Regions from separate parts of the Hordeum vulgare genome. Here region 1 is linked to region 2. Evidence: chromatin contacts called from public Hi-C data. All regions are on one chromosome and are shown on one strand. Each heading gives the region's core, a stretch centred on a gene start, on an enhancer-like site or on the middle of the called end of the contact. The rest is flanking DNA. Distances are from core to core; before and after follow the strand shown.

Region 1 (7,217 bases), core at 256-2,755, 220 kb after region 2:
TGAAATATCAGTACTTTGAGCATAGTTTCGGCCTTTCAAAGGAGATCGGACAACGATGGCCCAAACTTCAAAGATATTTTTATGTCAATACTATGAAACTTTTTCATGTAGAGGACTTCTTAATTTGAATCCATGTTAATAATATTTTTCCTCGTTTCAAAATCTAATGCCAACAATAGGAAGTTGGAGTAAAAAAAATTACTCCCTTAACATTTTTAGGATCGCCTCGGTCCATCGTAAGAAAGTAAACCGAAATTTTTACTCCTTTATGGCCTGTTAGGAATCGACTAGAAATGGTTTAAGGTCTGATTTTATATTAGTTTTTGGAAAATGATAATGTCCACATATATGGCTGTTTGCATTTCGTCCATACACATCTATTCATGTTAATTCTATTTTGCACAAATCTTAAAAAAAATTGTTGAAATTTCAATACAACGTAGGCATCATCGTATGTGTGGACGTTGGAGAATTCGTTCACACGATCCACAACATGCGGTTGCCAGCTGCGCTGTGTGAGCGAACCAATTTATGCCCACACAGTCACCATTTAGTCCATGCATGTGTGGGCGAACTGTCCTTCGCTCACACGAGCGCGTATGTTGTCAGATGACAATTGGAGTTGCGCTTACGTGACAACTACGTAAACACACATGACAATTATGATTCATTGCTAGATGACAACTGTAGCTGTACGTACGTGACAACCAGGTAAACACACATGGCAGCAACGATTAACCATACATGACCACTATGGTTGGACCATATTGATAACTAGGTAAACACACATGACAACTATCCCTGGGTAACTAAAATTTCATCCGGGGGTAACTATAGTTAACCAAAACAGAAAGAATTATCATGTTTTTACAACTGCAGTTGTCAGCCCGGATAACTAGAGTTGTCATTCACGGAGTAACTAAAATGTTAGCATGTGATACGAAGTAGGTGTGCCCACACGTGTGGGCGGTTCTACTATTCGCCCATACATGATCATGTGAACTGTCTTTTGCATACGCCATGCATCGTATGTGAACGAATGTCTAATATGCCACACGTGTGATGAATATCGGGACCCTAGTTTTTTCTTCAATACATAACCGAGCTGAACTACTAATTTCCGGGAACTCTATCCTTATTCAGACTTTCTGCGAGTAGGTTCATTTTGTGACGTGTGTGTTTGCGCCGATCGGCCGGCACAGCACGAGATGGTTTCAACAGACACGGCACGACACTGCACGGGGAGGTTGACACGACTCCGAAATCCAAACCCGTCGGTCGACGGCTAAACCAACGAGGCGGCCAGCCACTCCGGTCCACGCGGTAGCACGCCAGCTGCCGGCGGGGAGCCCGCTCCGCAGCGTCGCGGCCGCGCGAGCGCACCTGATGCGACGCGATTGGTCGGCTTCGCCCACCGCGTGCCGCCATGACGGCGACCTCACCCGGTCACCCCGTCACCCGTCGTGTCCCCCTCTCGTTAAATGGGAACCCTCTCTCGCCGCGCACGTACACACTGCCGGCTTGGCAAGCGCACGCGCACGCGCACGAGGAGCGAGCGCGCCGGCCGCTCTCCGGCGTCGTCCCAGGCCAAGGCTCCCTGCCCGTCTCCATCTCCTGGTCCACTCCCTTCCCCGCGCGCCTCACGGGCGGCACGTGACTGCTCCCCCTGCCGCCCGCACCACTAGCTTGCCCGCCGGCGCCGGCACAAAGCGGGCAGCGCGCGCGTGGTGACCGCTTCCGGGGGGGACAAGCGGGCCATGGAGCAGGAGGAGGGGAGGCGGAAGCGGGAGGCGGCGGTGGTGGTGGTGCTGGAGTGCGTGGCGGGGAGCTCCAAGGCGGAGGAGTGGGGCGGCGGGGGCGCCGTGGTGCAGGAGGGCGACGTGGTGGAGTCGGTCCGGGTCGGGCTGGGCTCCGGCGCGGCGTCCCTAGACGCGCCCTTCAAGGGCGGCCGCGCCGGGCTGCACAAGGCCCTCCACAAGGCGTTCAAGCGCGGCGACACCTCCGTCGAGGTCCGCGTCCGCGGCGGCAAGCACCTGCAGGCCTGCGTCCTGCCGCACCCCGGCGGCGCCAGCGCCCGGAAGCAGTACGTGCTCCGCTCCCTCCACGACCCCAACTACGTGCTCGGCTTCGGCGATCGCCTCGAGAGCGAGTGCCTCGTCCTCCAAGGTAAAATCACTAACCAGATCAACTCGATCACACACCCGGCTCTTCCTCACCCCCAAGAGCCATCCCTCAATTTTCATTCCCATCTGTTCTTCTTCCTGCTGAATCATCAATCATGGACTGAAATTGCGTGATCTGACAGTGATATCTACCACCAGTACTGAATTATGTATGAACTGGATAAATTTGCTGTCAATTCTCCATGTCAGAGTCGTATGCGTGCGTGGATATCTCAGCACGAGCGCCAGTAAGAAAAACATAGAGGAGTATCAGCCAGATAGATTCGATACGGGCTGGCTTTCAGCACGTACGCGTTGCCTATGTGTTCCACTCCACGTCAGTTGCGAAAAGACAAGCTTGCTGTCAAGTCTGGGGTTCAGACTAGATTGGGAATATCCTGATTGGCTGATCTTTCAGCAGCATTGTTGCAAGGCAAATATCCTGCATTTCATATTCACATTCGTTCTTGCACAATGCTAGAAAACTAATGTGCATTAACTGTCACTAACTAGAACTGATGATAGCAACATAAACAGAAAACAAAGGAAGCAAAGTGGAATGAGAAGATAATAAATTAGGGAGAACGGGAAGACGTTGCTGAAACATGTAAGGAAATTGGTCTGACAATAAAGAAATTGGCCATCTGTCTATGTAGGTGGTGGTCAATTCCTCGTGCGTTTCACTCGTTTTCTTGTCTTCGCTGGGGAATATGTCATGGTCGACTGTTGACGACGTGGTGGTCCTTGTAAACAGCCATCGTTTGTGGCTTCCTGGCAAGTTAATCGGGGTCCTTTGCAGTTGGTATGGTCTGAGTCTGACCATGTCGGAGTATGACTTAACATCCGCCTAGCAGTTTCTCGCAAACAATAAATAAATAAACTATCTACAGGTTGATGCTTACTATTCACTTCGTTTCTAAATATAAGTCTTTATAAAGATTTTACTACGAACTACTACATACGGAGTAAAATGATTGAATCAACACTTTAGAGTATGTCTATATACATCCGTATATAGTTTGTAGTGAAATCTCGAAAAAAGACTTATATCTAGAAACGAAGGGAGTAATTGCGACTGTTTAATGTCTACTTATCCTCACGATTTCTAGCTGTTCATTTTACGGCGAAATCATGCAAGTTCTCTTCTTTCAGAAAACCCTTTGGCAGTGCTTCTGAATACTTGATTGATGCTTCCTTTCGCAAACGATATATATCTTGCACACGGTACATTAAGCATGCGTTATTGTGAATTTGTGATGACCTTGATATGTAAAACATGTGTCTTCTCCATTGGCAAAAGGCACAAGAGGCACAAGGGTGGCATCGGCGCTGAGCCGGGCGCAGCTCCAGGACGGGTACGTCATGTATCCATGGGACAAGAAGATGCGCGACTCGCTGCGCACGCCCAACTCGAGCTGCTTCCTCTCCATGCTCGTCCTCCCCAAGGCGCTGGACCTGAACGCGTGCCGGTACGAGTCCTTCGAGGACACGTTGGCTCGCGCCAACACATGGCTTTACTCGTCGCAGGACTCGGGGATCCCCATCGAGTTCATGAACCTGCAGAGCGAAGCTCTTCTCACCAAGGTGACTTCAGAAGTTCCTTATGCTGAAACAGACTTTGAGACCTTTCAGTTGGTTTGCACCTGATAATAGCCAGTCAAGGTTCAGTTTGCTCGGATAGTGATTTCATCTTCACACCCTCAACTCAAATGCTCAGATATCTGGGGAGACGGCGTCTGCGACCGTCAACTCCGGGTCCTTGTCCGACATGTCGAACCTCGTGAACGCGACGCTCTACGGTTTCGAGGATTACCACGGGGTGGACATCGGCGTGGTGAAGGCGGCCCGGCTTTGGTACAGCTCCACGGCGGGAGAAATGCCGCTGGAGATCCAGCTTCAGGAAGGTGACACCAGGCTAGGATTCGCCGTCAGCCGCACCGAAGAGGTTCATTTCCAGTTTCCACTCCTTGTCGAATGAAAATTCAGTGACATTCAGTCAATGACGCACTTCAACATTCAGAAACATCCATCTAACCTAGCGCGGCATTTTATGTCTCATCCAGGGTTTCATCTACATATCATCGGTGGTCGACGACGACGAGGACAGCGAGGCGCCATCGACGCGGTCGGGGCTCCGCGATCTGTTCAACCGGGCGAAAGTGGCATCCAAACTGCTGATCATATCAAGGGTGTCCAACGAGAAGGTCCTCCCATGGATGATCTCCAGTTCAGGCGCGGTCCGTTGCTTCGACACCATCTCCCTCAGCCAGAAGCTCTCCCTGCACCGCCTCGCGCTGCAGCCTATCCAGCTACACCTGCTCATGTGGGAGAAGCCCGTCGGTGTCGCGCAGAGCGTCGTTCTTTCTCCGAAAATGCCCTTCCCGCTGTCGCTGCCTCCTCAGGTGCCCTTAAGCATCATCGACAGCCCTGAACATAGAGTAGATGCTGAGGAAGACTTCGTGTTGGATCCGTCGTTTCGGCTCGACGATTCTCCGGTCAGCAACTGGGTGTGATCTTGGTTTTCAGCTGGGTACTATGATCTCAGTTTTCCTGATGTGCGCATGTAATGCCTTCATCTTCTCTAGTTCTCTAGGGAGCCTTGCTCAGTTTGTCCTAGAGAAGTAGTGTTCAGAACCATTGTAGGTTTCTGAAGTAATCAGGGGAGGTGCTTCCATAGCACCTGAACATCATGTTGTGATACATAGTTTTCGTTCATCATGGCATAAACGATGGAGGAATATATATTACTCGTTTCATTGTACTCGGGTGCTCAATTGCCTACTCTGAATTTACTGACAAACATAGGATGAATCAACATACTGACATTAAGTTACCCACACACCACACTAGCTAGCCATCAGTTAAAAAAGCTCACAAAATGAACATGACAGACAGTAGACATAAAATGAACATGATAGACAGGTATGCTACTGGTCTAGCTGTGAGTTGTGAGGACCTTGCACTTGAGCACTCGATCTTGGACATAGAACCCCGGCATCACCATGATCTTCACCCTCAGCGGAAGCAGATCCTGAGTCTGCCGTCTGTCCGGTAGGATGTCCTCCATGTACGCCTGGTCGAACGCCCGGCCATCGTCGACCCGCAGGATGGGCAGCGGCGGCGCGAAGGAGAAGGCTAGCAGGTGGAGCAGCCAGACGCACTTGGTGGCGACGAAGAAGCACTGCAGCAGCTGCTCCGGCCACGGCCACGACCAGCTGAGCGCGGCCACCACGCAGCTCATCTTCTGGTCGCAGAACCGGCTGAGGTCCTCGCTGTAGTACCTGGTGCCCTTCCGCAGCACCTCGCTCCAGCTCAGGTTGCGCAGCGCCACGAAGGACGCGAAGCTCTCCCGCCGGTCCTGCCCGGGGTCCAGGTGCCTCGCCGCGCCGTTCCGCTGGAAGCTGGGGTTCTCGAATTCCTGGTACAGCGTCTGGTTCATGATCGCCTCCAGGTGGTAGAGCACGGCCTTGGAGCAGTGCCGGCCGGCGATGGCGAGCTGGTGCGGCTGGAGCAGCAGGTTCAGCTTGTCTGACAGCCCGTTGTCGGGCTCCTCCACCTGCTGGATGAGCGCCTTGCAGAGCTGCTTCACCGAGAGCCGGGCCTCGGACGCGATCTGCAGGAAGCCTTCCACCATGGCCTCGTGGCTCACCGGCATGCCGTCGCCGGGCAGCTCTCGGCTCGCCCCGATCGACCTCGACGACGACCGCCGCGAGTGGGACTGCGTGTCCGTGCCGCCGTTGTGATCCGTCGCTTGCCTCAGGGCCTTCTTGAGCTCCGAGCAGTAGGCTTCCAGGCTCATCATCTTGGTGGTCAGCTCGCCCAGCGACGACCTCATCTCGGCGGCGTCTTCCTGCGCGGCGTCCCGGTGGGCGTTGGCCTCCGCGAGCTCCTTCCTGAGCGAGTCCAGCGAGAGCAGCCCCCACTCCTTGAGGAGCTGCGACATGTTCCCGCGCTCTATGACGGCGGAACTCGGCGGCGGCGTCTCCGGCTTCGGCTTCTTCTTGGCCTTGGCGAAGAGCCAGGAGAGGATCTGCGAGCCTCTCTGCTTCGCCCTGGAGTGCGCCGACGCCGGGGGCTGGTGGCTGGACGAAAATGGCACTCGGCTGCTGCTGCTGAGGAACCTCAGAGCTTCCGCCTCGCTCCCGCCGTGGTCCCTGCCGATCGTCGCCGGCCGGAATGCGCCGCCGCACGACGACGGCACCTTGAACTCTGCATTCCTCCCTGTCGACGCCGGGAAACGGCCGGCCAGCGGCGCGGACTGCAGAAAGGCCGGGTGGATACGGTTGACGCCTCTGCTCCGGAGGTGATTCTCGCTGGATGAAGGGGCCGCGTAGTGGAAGTCGCTGTTGGAAGAGGAGAAGCCATTGATGCAGTCGTCGTAGTCCGAGTAGGCCGCCTCGTCGCCGCCGCGGTCCAAGGTGATGCCGCCCCAGTTTTCGGACCGGCTCCGGTTGTCATGGCAGATGTCGTTCAGTCCAGCCGCCATCGCCATGGGCTCCTCGTCGTAAGTCTGCACCATGCTCAGTTTAGCAAGCACAAGTCAGAAATCAAACCCTTCCTTCTCATAGGGGCGAATTAGAAACCGTATAAATCCGTACGCAATGATGCAAAGGATGATTCACAGATTTGGTGAGCACAAGACATTGTGGATCCTACCAAGTTGGCAAGCATCACCGGTGAATCGACGGTGATGATAGCCTCGTGGGCACCGATGGCAACCATGAGAGACTCTGAATTAACATTACTGCAGCCACTGTTGCAAGCGTATTACTGCCCACTGCCCAGTGGCCAGTGCCCGGCCACCGCCGCTGCATCGAGCAATAAACGCAGCGGCGGCTACATGAAGTCGCACGGCAAGAACACAATAGGGCAATTCAAGAACTAAATGAGCCGCCTCTACCACGGTAGTAACGGTACCACCAACGCCGCTTGAACCGAGAAGAGAGGCCAAGAACGCACGGACCGCGACGGTGGCATGTACGACAAGCTTGCGGTGCTCTGCTCACCGGAGTAAACACGGGGTAGTCCTCGTCCGCGGCCGCCGTCCGGGAGCGC
Region 2 (7,468 bases), core at 4,600-7,099:
TCCTGGCTCGTTGCTTGGGTTTGAACCCACTTGAGTTGTTCTTGGTGAAGTTGGGTCTTGAGTTCCTCTTGTTGCCCCAGAATTGCCTCGACGCAAGAGCCATGTGCTCATGATAAGCATACTTAGTGTCTTCAGGGCAGCTCTCCTCTTCTTCATCCTCCTCTTCTTCTTCAGAAGTAGCCTTTGCCTTCAAAGCAAGGTTAGGTGAAGCTGTCTTTGACCGAACTCGAGCAAGTGCATTGTCACGGTCTCGTTCATGATTGACATTGCAATGAATTCATCCAACACCTCACTGGAAGACAACGAGTGGAAATCTGGTCATTGGCGAATGAGTGATGACATGGCTTTGTTGAAAGGCATGATGGCCTTAAGAAACTTGCGCTTGACCCATGTGTCATCCACATCCTTGCTCCCATGATCCTTGAGAGCAACAACAATAGCAGTCACCCTCCGATAGAGATCATGAGGGTCCTCATCTTCCTTCATTAGAAACTCATCAGCCTGATCAAGTACTACTTCATAGTTTGACTGTTGAATGCTAGAGCTTCCCTTGTATAGCACCATAATGTGCTCCCAACAGTCCTTGGCCAGAGAGAAGGGGCGCAAGTGAGGAAGATCTTCAGGCGGTACTGCGGACTGCAAAGTTGTCAGAATCGTGACTCAAGTCTTAGAATCTTACGATCTTACGATCCAAACTAGCCCCTCCGATTCTACGATTTTGCTAATAGAATCTAAGTTTCTACGATCCTGATAGTTAAGATTCTACGATTCACGATCCTAGCAACGGAGCTCCGATCCGATTCAGAATCGCGATTCTGACAACTTTGGCGGACTGTAAAATAAACAATGCGGAGTGATTATATATTGTCCGCTTCTTCTCTTGGAGTGAGGTTGCTTGGGTCATGAGGATAGTAGCCTTGCTCGATGATTCTCCATAAGTTTGTTGAGCTGTGATTCAAATGAGACTTAATAGAAAACACCCAGTTAGCAAAATCACCCTTAACAAGCTTAGGAGGAGGACCAACAGGATTAAGACGCGGTGTGGGAACAAGTCCTCCATAGACCATGGGAGGTGGAACTCAGGCATAGGTTCCAGTCCCATCCTTTTCGAGAGATGAGGAAGGTCGCATACCTTTAGCCGCTTCCTTAGAGGAATTGGCCTCCGAATCAGTGATGGTGGGTTTAACCACTAACGCCGGTTCGGGTGGACTTTTAAATCCCTCAATTAACTCTTTAAGCATGGTCTTGACTTCATTCGTCAAGGACGTCTTGAGGGCGGCCATAGCCGTATTCAAGTCGTCCCTTGTGACCGAAGTCAAGTCCATGGCCTCGGGTTGCCCATGGGGAACTCCCTCTTCGCCTTCCATTCTCTTCGGGTGGTGAAAACCTTAATAAAGAGACGTGGCTCTAATACCAATTGAAAGGATTGATATGGTTGACTAGAGGGGGGTGAATAGGCAACTACCAAGTTTTAGCTTTTCTAAATAAATACGGAGTAGCAATCATAAAGGTTCACTAACATGGCACTAGGAGGACAACCTATATGATGCTACTTAGTAACGAGTAACGAAGCACGTAGGAGATACTCTACAACACCAACATATACAAAGTAAAGGTAAGAGATAACCACAAGTGGAACCGATGAAGACGAGGATGTGTTACCGAAGTTCCTTCCCTTTGACACGAAGTACGTCTCCGTTGGAGCGGTGTGGAGGCACAATGCTCCCCAATAAGCCACTAGGGCCACCATATTCTCCTCACGCCTTGGAGATCCTCCGAGGGGCGTCGAGTCATCTTGTGCCTAGAGGAGAATATTCGGAAATGCTGAGGACACAAGATTAGTCCGCACAACAATTGTCATCAATCACTAAAACCACTTAGGAGAAATATGCCCTAACAGTCGTCACCAACACTCCTCTCATCGGAGGGGACTCATCACCATCAACATCTTCATCAGCACCATCCCATCTCCAAACCCTAGTTCATCTCTTGTAACCAATCTCCGTCTCGCGACTCCGGTTGGTACTTGTAAGGTTGCTAGTAGTGTTAATTACTCTTTGTAGTTGATGCTAGTTGGATTACTTGGTGGAAGAGTTTATGTTCAGATCCTTGATGCTACTCATTACCTCTCTGGTCATGAATATGATTATGCTTTGTGAGTAGTTACTTTTGTTCCTGAGGACATGGGATAAGTCTTGCTATAAGTAGTCATGTGAATTTGGTATTCGTTCGATATTTTGATGTGTTGTATGTTGTTTTTCCTCTAGTGGTGTTATGTGAACATCGACTACATAACACTTCACCATTATTTGGGCCTAGAGGAAGGCATTGGTAAGTAGTAAGTAGATGATGGGCTGCTAGAGTGACAGAAGCTTAAACCCTAACTTATGCGTTGCTTCGTAAGGGGCTGATTTGGATCCACTGGTTTAATGCTATGGTTAGACTTTGTCTTAATTATTCTTTAGTAGTTGCGGATGCTTGCGAGAGGGGTTAATCATAAGTGGGATGCTTGTCCAAGTAAGGGCAGCACCCAAGCGCCGGTCCACCCACATATCAAACTATCAAAGTAACGAACGCGAATCATATGAACATGATGAAAACTAGCTTGACATAAATTCACATGTGTCCCCGGGAGCGTTTTACCTCCTATAAGACTTTGTCCAGGCTTGTCCCTTGCTACAAAAGGGATTGGGCCACTTTGTTGCACCATTGTTACTTTTGTTACTTGTTACTTGCTACGAATCTTCTCACATACCGATAATTTCAGTGCTTGCAGATATTACCTTGCTAAAAACCACTTGTCAGATCCTTCTGCTCCTCGTTGGGTTCGACACTCTTACTTATCGAAAGGACTACGATAGATCCCCTATACTTGTGGGTCATCAGGCCACTGCTTTCACTCACAACATCTTCAAACTGCATGGCCTCCCATCTGTCATTGTTACAGACAGGGACATGATCTTTACCAGTAATCCGTGGGAAGAATTATTCAAGAGATTGGGCATTAAATTGTAGATGAGTACCTCCTACCACCCACAATCAGATGGCCAAACAGAAAGGGTAAATCAGTGCTTGGAAAACTATCTCAGATGCATGGCCTTCCTTCAACCTAGCAAATGGATGAGTTGGCTCTCTTTGGCTGAATGGTGGTACAACACCAGCTATCATACATCTTTGAAAATTACACCCTTCCAAGCACTTTACAACAGACCCCCTACAATGCTAGCAGAAGTTGCCCTGTACCCACCTGATCAAGCTCAGGAGTTCACTTCCATCCTTAATGCAGAATAGATTGCTGCTCAAATTAAAGCTAACCTGGTCAAGGCTCAAGAGAGAATGAAGCATTTTGCTGACAAGAAAAGATCAGAAAGATCCCTGGCAGTGGGAGATATGGTCTACCTCAAGTTGCAACCCTACAGACACACTACACTTAGTGTTCACAGATGCCTCAAACTTCACTCCAAATATTATGGTCCTTTTAGGATCATACAAAAGATTGGGCCTGTAGCCTATAAGCTACTACTTCCTGACCATTGCAAGCTCCACCCACCTTCCATGTCAGTCAGCTAAAGCAACACCTGGGCCCAAAAGCAATACCCAACCCCAACCTCCCTCTTCTGCATGCCAATGGATCCATCCTACTGGAACCAGAGAAACTGCTGGAGAGAAAGCTCATTCCGAGAGTTCAGGGCGATATCCAAATACTTGTGGTTCGATGGTTGATCAAGTGTACAAACCTGGAGGAGAGCGACGCTACTTGGGAAGATGCCACTTTCATCCAGAAGGTGTTTCCAACATTCATCCCTGGGGACAGGTCTGTTGTCAATCGGGGGGAGTTGTTAGGACCCAGCGAGGAAGAAGGCGCGGCTGTTCAAAGTTTGAATGATGGCGCCAAGCAACCTCAGCCACCCATCGACGATCCAACGCTCCAGCGACTCCCGTACCGCTTCGCTCGTGCCAGACGCAACCTGCCACGTTGATCGTCAATCCAAGGGTTGCGCTTCGCTCCCGCGTCGCTATAGCCATCCGGCACCAGCGTCGAGCGCCGGCCACCTTTCTTACCATGCTTTATCATTTTTAATGCGTTTGTTTGGCTATAAAGCCATGATTCTCAGCTTGTGGAGCTCATGTGATATTTCTAGGGTTTCCCACTCTGCGCCGCCAGTGTTCCTGGTCGGCTTAGGTGCCTCCTCCTGTAAGCTACCTTCGGCAATTTGCCCATGAAAATACCATCGATGCACTCTGCTCCTCTCTGAATATGTTCCTAGACTAGCTGGGTCTAACATGTCATGGATAGTGCAGACATTGACACGAGTTGACAAGGAAAAACCCAGGTCTCATGCCACGCAGGTTCAGCAGTACCATCTCGAACAAGGACGTGTTTGCACAAGATCAGAGCGGACCGCGACGGGGGGGGGGGGGGGGGGGGGCGAGAGGCGGCAGCTTACCACGACGGGATCAGGTGTACCGGTCCTGCCGCACGGACATGAGGCGATGGAGCGCCAGCAGCCCCATGGTACGACGGCGGCGATAGCTCCTCGGGTCGGCGGCGGCCTTGCTTGCTCGCTCTATTTTTCTTCCCTTTTCTAGGGCTTCTCGCTCGCTCTATCTATCTAACAGCAAAGCCCGTGTATTTTTTTCTTTGAGTATGCAGGCCCATGTAGTTGGGTTGCCTTTGGGAGCAACCAGAAACTATGCGGGCCGTAGCCCGTCAGCAAGTTTACTCAAAACAGGTCCCATCCATTAAAATATTGTGAAGACTAAAAAAATTTAAAATATCATGAAAGCCCGTCATCCGAACTCAATAATTAAGAAGCATTATTTGTAAAGGTCATTCTTACCTCCCCAGTATCCCTAACAAAAACTCTCACCTTCCAGGTTATGACAAGTGACACACTGCATGTGCGTCAGTTGTCACAACCTGCGAGTTTTCCAAAAAAAATCGGAGATACATTTATTTAGATTGTTTTATCTCTTAAATCGTGCATACAAATCTCAAACCGTTTCGTCGTTGCATTCCTCATATCAAAATCTTTAAAACTACATCCTATGTTGATATGTTTTGATGAATTTTGTTTTTATAGAAAAAACTAGACAAAAAATCCGAACCAAAAGCACGTTTTTTTCATTTCCGAAAGAGTCATGAATGTGCGTCTTGTGGAAGTAAATTCATGCCTCCATGAAACCTAAACCCGTGCCTCTTAAGAAAGAAAAAAAGAACACATTTTTCTCGTTTAAGAGAGGCACGATCGTGCCTCTCTAAAGCAAAAGAACATGTTTTTTCGTTTTCAAGATCACGCGGAAGAAAAAACACGTTTTTTTTGGTTCCGAGGTTTGCGGAAGCAAAACGATACCTCTCACAAAGGAAAAAACCGTATTTTTTCATTTTCTATAGACACGACCCTGCTCTCACAAAAAAAAAACATTTCCAAAAAGCATGGACGTGCCTTTTACGGATGAAAAATGCATTTTTCACACAAAATTTTAATTTAAAAAAAATCAAAAAGCGAATAAAGACTGATGATAACCAAAAACCAAAAAAAAATCTATGGAAATTAAATTTTTCTAAAAAATCCTTTAAAATACTCCCTCCGTCCCATAATTCTTGTCATTTTTCAGTTCAAATTTAAACTAAAACAACGACAAGAATTATGGAACGGAGGGAGATTCATGGTGGAATCTGAGAGAGCGTCAAGTGACATGCTCTTATCCCATTTCAAATGGTCTTGAAATTCTTCCGACGCAGCGCTCATTTGCTAAAAAAAGGGGTTGTAAGCCAAAGTCCAAAACCCTACAAAGCTCCTATTTACGTACACTGTGGGCCACTATTGTATAACGGCAATGAAAACTCGCACGAACGGGCCATTCGCCATGCGCCCGTCAAGAGCCCACGGGCCACAGCCATCGTCGCCTCCTCGGCTCCATCCGGCGAGAGTAGACCCCAATCCCCTCCGCCTCTTCCTGCCTCTGCGGAGCCTGAGCATCTCCGGCCTCCCTGCTACCCACGTCCCCGCCCCATCCTCGCATCTCCCCGCCCCCCGCCGGATTGGCTCGATCCGGAGACCCAAGTCTGAAGGTGCGAATCCCCCGTTCTCTCCGGTGTCTAATCCGGGCTGCTCCGAAATACTAGTAATCTGTACCACCTTCGCTCCACTATAGTAGGTGCACAGGAACTTGATAGTATGAAGCGTAGATTGCCCATGGCCTCCGGTGCTGCCTTGCTGTGATCTTTTGAGTGCTCAAGTCCAGTGTGTCTACTGGCGAGGTGGCCTTATCTGCTGTCTACAGGGATCCGTGGTAGCACTAACAGCTCGGTTTTCTGCTGACCAGTTTGCTGCTCGTGCTTGAAATGTTCATGGTTTGTGAGGGGAATTCAGTTGTTGTAGTAGCACATTCTGGGAAGTCCACAGGTTTAGCTTGTATGCAGTTTCGTTATAGCATACTCTGTCAAGTGTGTGCTCAGTATGTTCGAACTAGTAATTTCATATATTCAGACAGGGACCTTTCTTCCTGTTATTTTGTCGTCAAAGCCAAAAGGAGTGATGCCAATTTGCTAAAGGTCGATTTGTTCATCAGGCTCTATGCTCTCAATCTCCTGGCCTGGCAGAGTATTTTCTCATAGCAAAATTGCATACTTATATATACAATCTATAGCTCTTCTGCAACATGTGTTGGTCATCTTAAAGTGATGCTACTGTCACATGATGCATCTACTTCAGTGTGCTGTCTTGTTTTTATTTGAGATGAAATCAATTGTCCCATGTTCCACTAATTCTTACCTGGTCCTCTGACCATGTTTTTCAGTTTATACTTGGTGCCACTGGAAGCGGATGCTGCTGCGTTACACGCCCGCTATATGTTTGCAACGCTGCACTTATACCATGTATTCTCAGCCTGGTCAGTTACTAGGAGGATTGTCACAGAGCATGGCCTTCTGGAAGCATTCTCGCTCACATGCAGTCAGTTATCACACAAAAATGGGGTTAGTTAGTCTTTCTCCTAAGAGCACAACATCATCTCGTCTGCAAAATGGGGCATGCTTTGCCTGCTTGGAGCAACAGTCTAAACATGGATTATCAGCGAGAGATCGTATCCTACATGCTAAGCTTGACATGACCTCACATCGCAAGTTTTCTAGTATTAGCTGGAACTCGCGAACAACCAGAAGTTCAGCACAAAAAATAGGAGGTACATGCACTGCACTTTTCTTGAGTTTCGCAGTTTCTGGGATAGCAAATGCTGAGGGTCCGGTGGATAATGACATTGATTCCAAAACATCCACTAGTTGTGCTCATGGGAAGAAAGTTTACACAGAGTATTCTGTCACTGGTGAGTGTGTGGAACATTTTGCTTCTATATATATTATGCTTATATGCACGTAGTCAAAGCATAAAATCACTTTGTGACTATCTCACACGAGACCCGCAGGCATTCCTGGGGACGGTAGATGCTTGTTTCGTTCTGTGGC

Evidence for each region. Hi-C and Micro-C count contacts between places; a contact is called where the count stands out from the background.
Region 1: a contact with region 2 is called in a Hi-C map of seedling, with 4 times the contacts expected there. The contact joins the promoter of LOC123399386 here to the promoter of LOC123399376 in region 2. A contact is called at or near these places in 2 of 6 Hi-C or Micro-C datasets (leaf and seedling).

Annotation. Positions count from the first base shown.
Region 1 is chr5H:477,713,726-477,720,942 of MorexV3_pseudomolecules_assembly, forward strand. LOC123399386 reads left to right here and starts at 1,506. Exons shown (of 4, transcript XM_045093800.1): 1 at 1,506-2,166; 2 at 3,463-3,746; 3 at 3,880-4,107; 4 at 4,226-4,923. The coding sequence starts at 1,758. The coding sequence ends at 4,675. LOC123399385 (IRK-interacting protein-like) reads right to left here. Exons shown (of 2, transcript XM_045093799.1): 1 at 7,169-7,217; 2 at 4,881-6,672. The coding sequence ends at 5,098.
Region 2 is chr5H:477,491,372-477,498,839 of MorexV3_pseudomolecules_assembly, forward strand. It overlaps LOC123399376, which reads left to right and starts at 5,850. Exons shown (of 7, transcript XM_045093791.1): 1 at 5,850-6,076; 2 at 6,805-7,329; 3 at 7,429-7,468. The coding sequence starts at 5,872.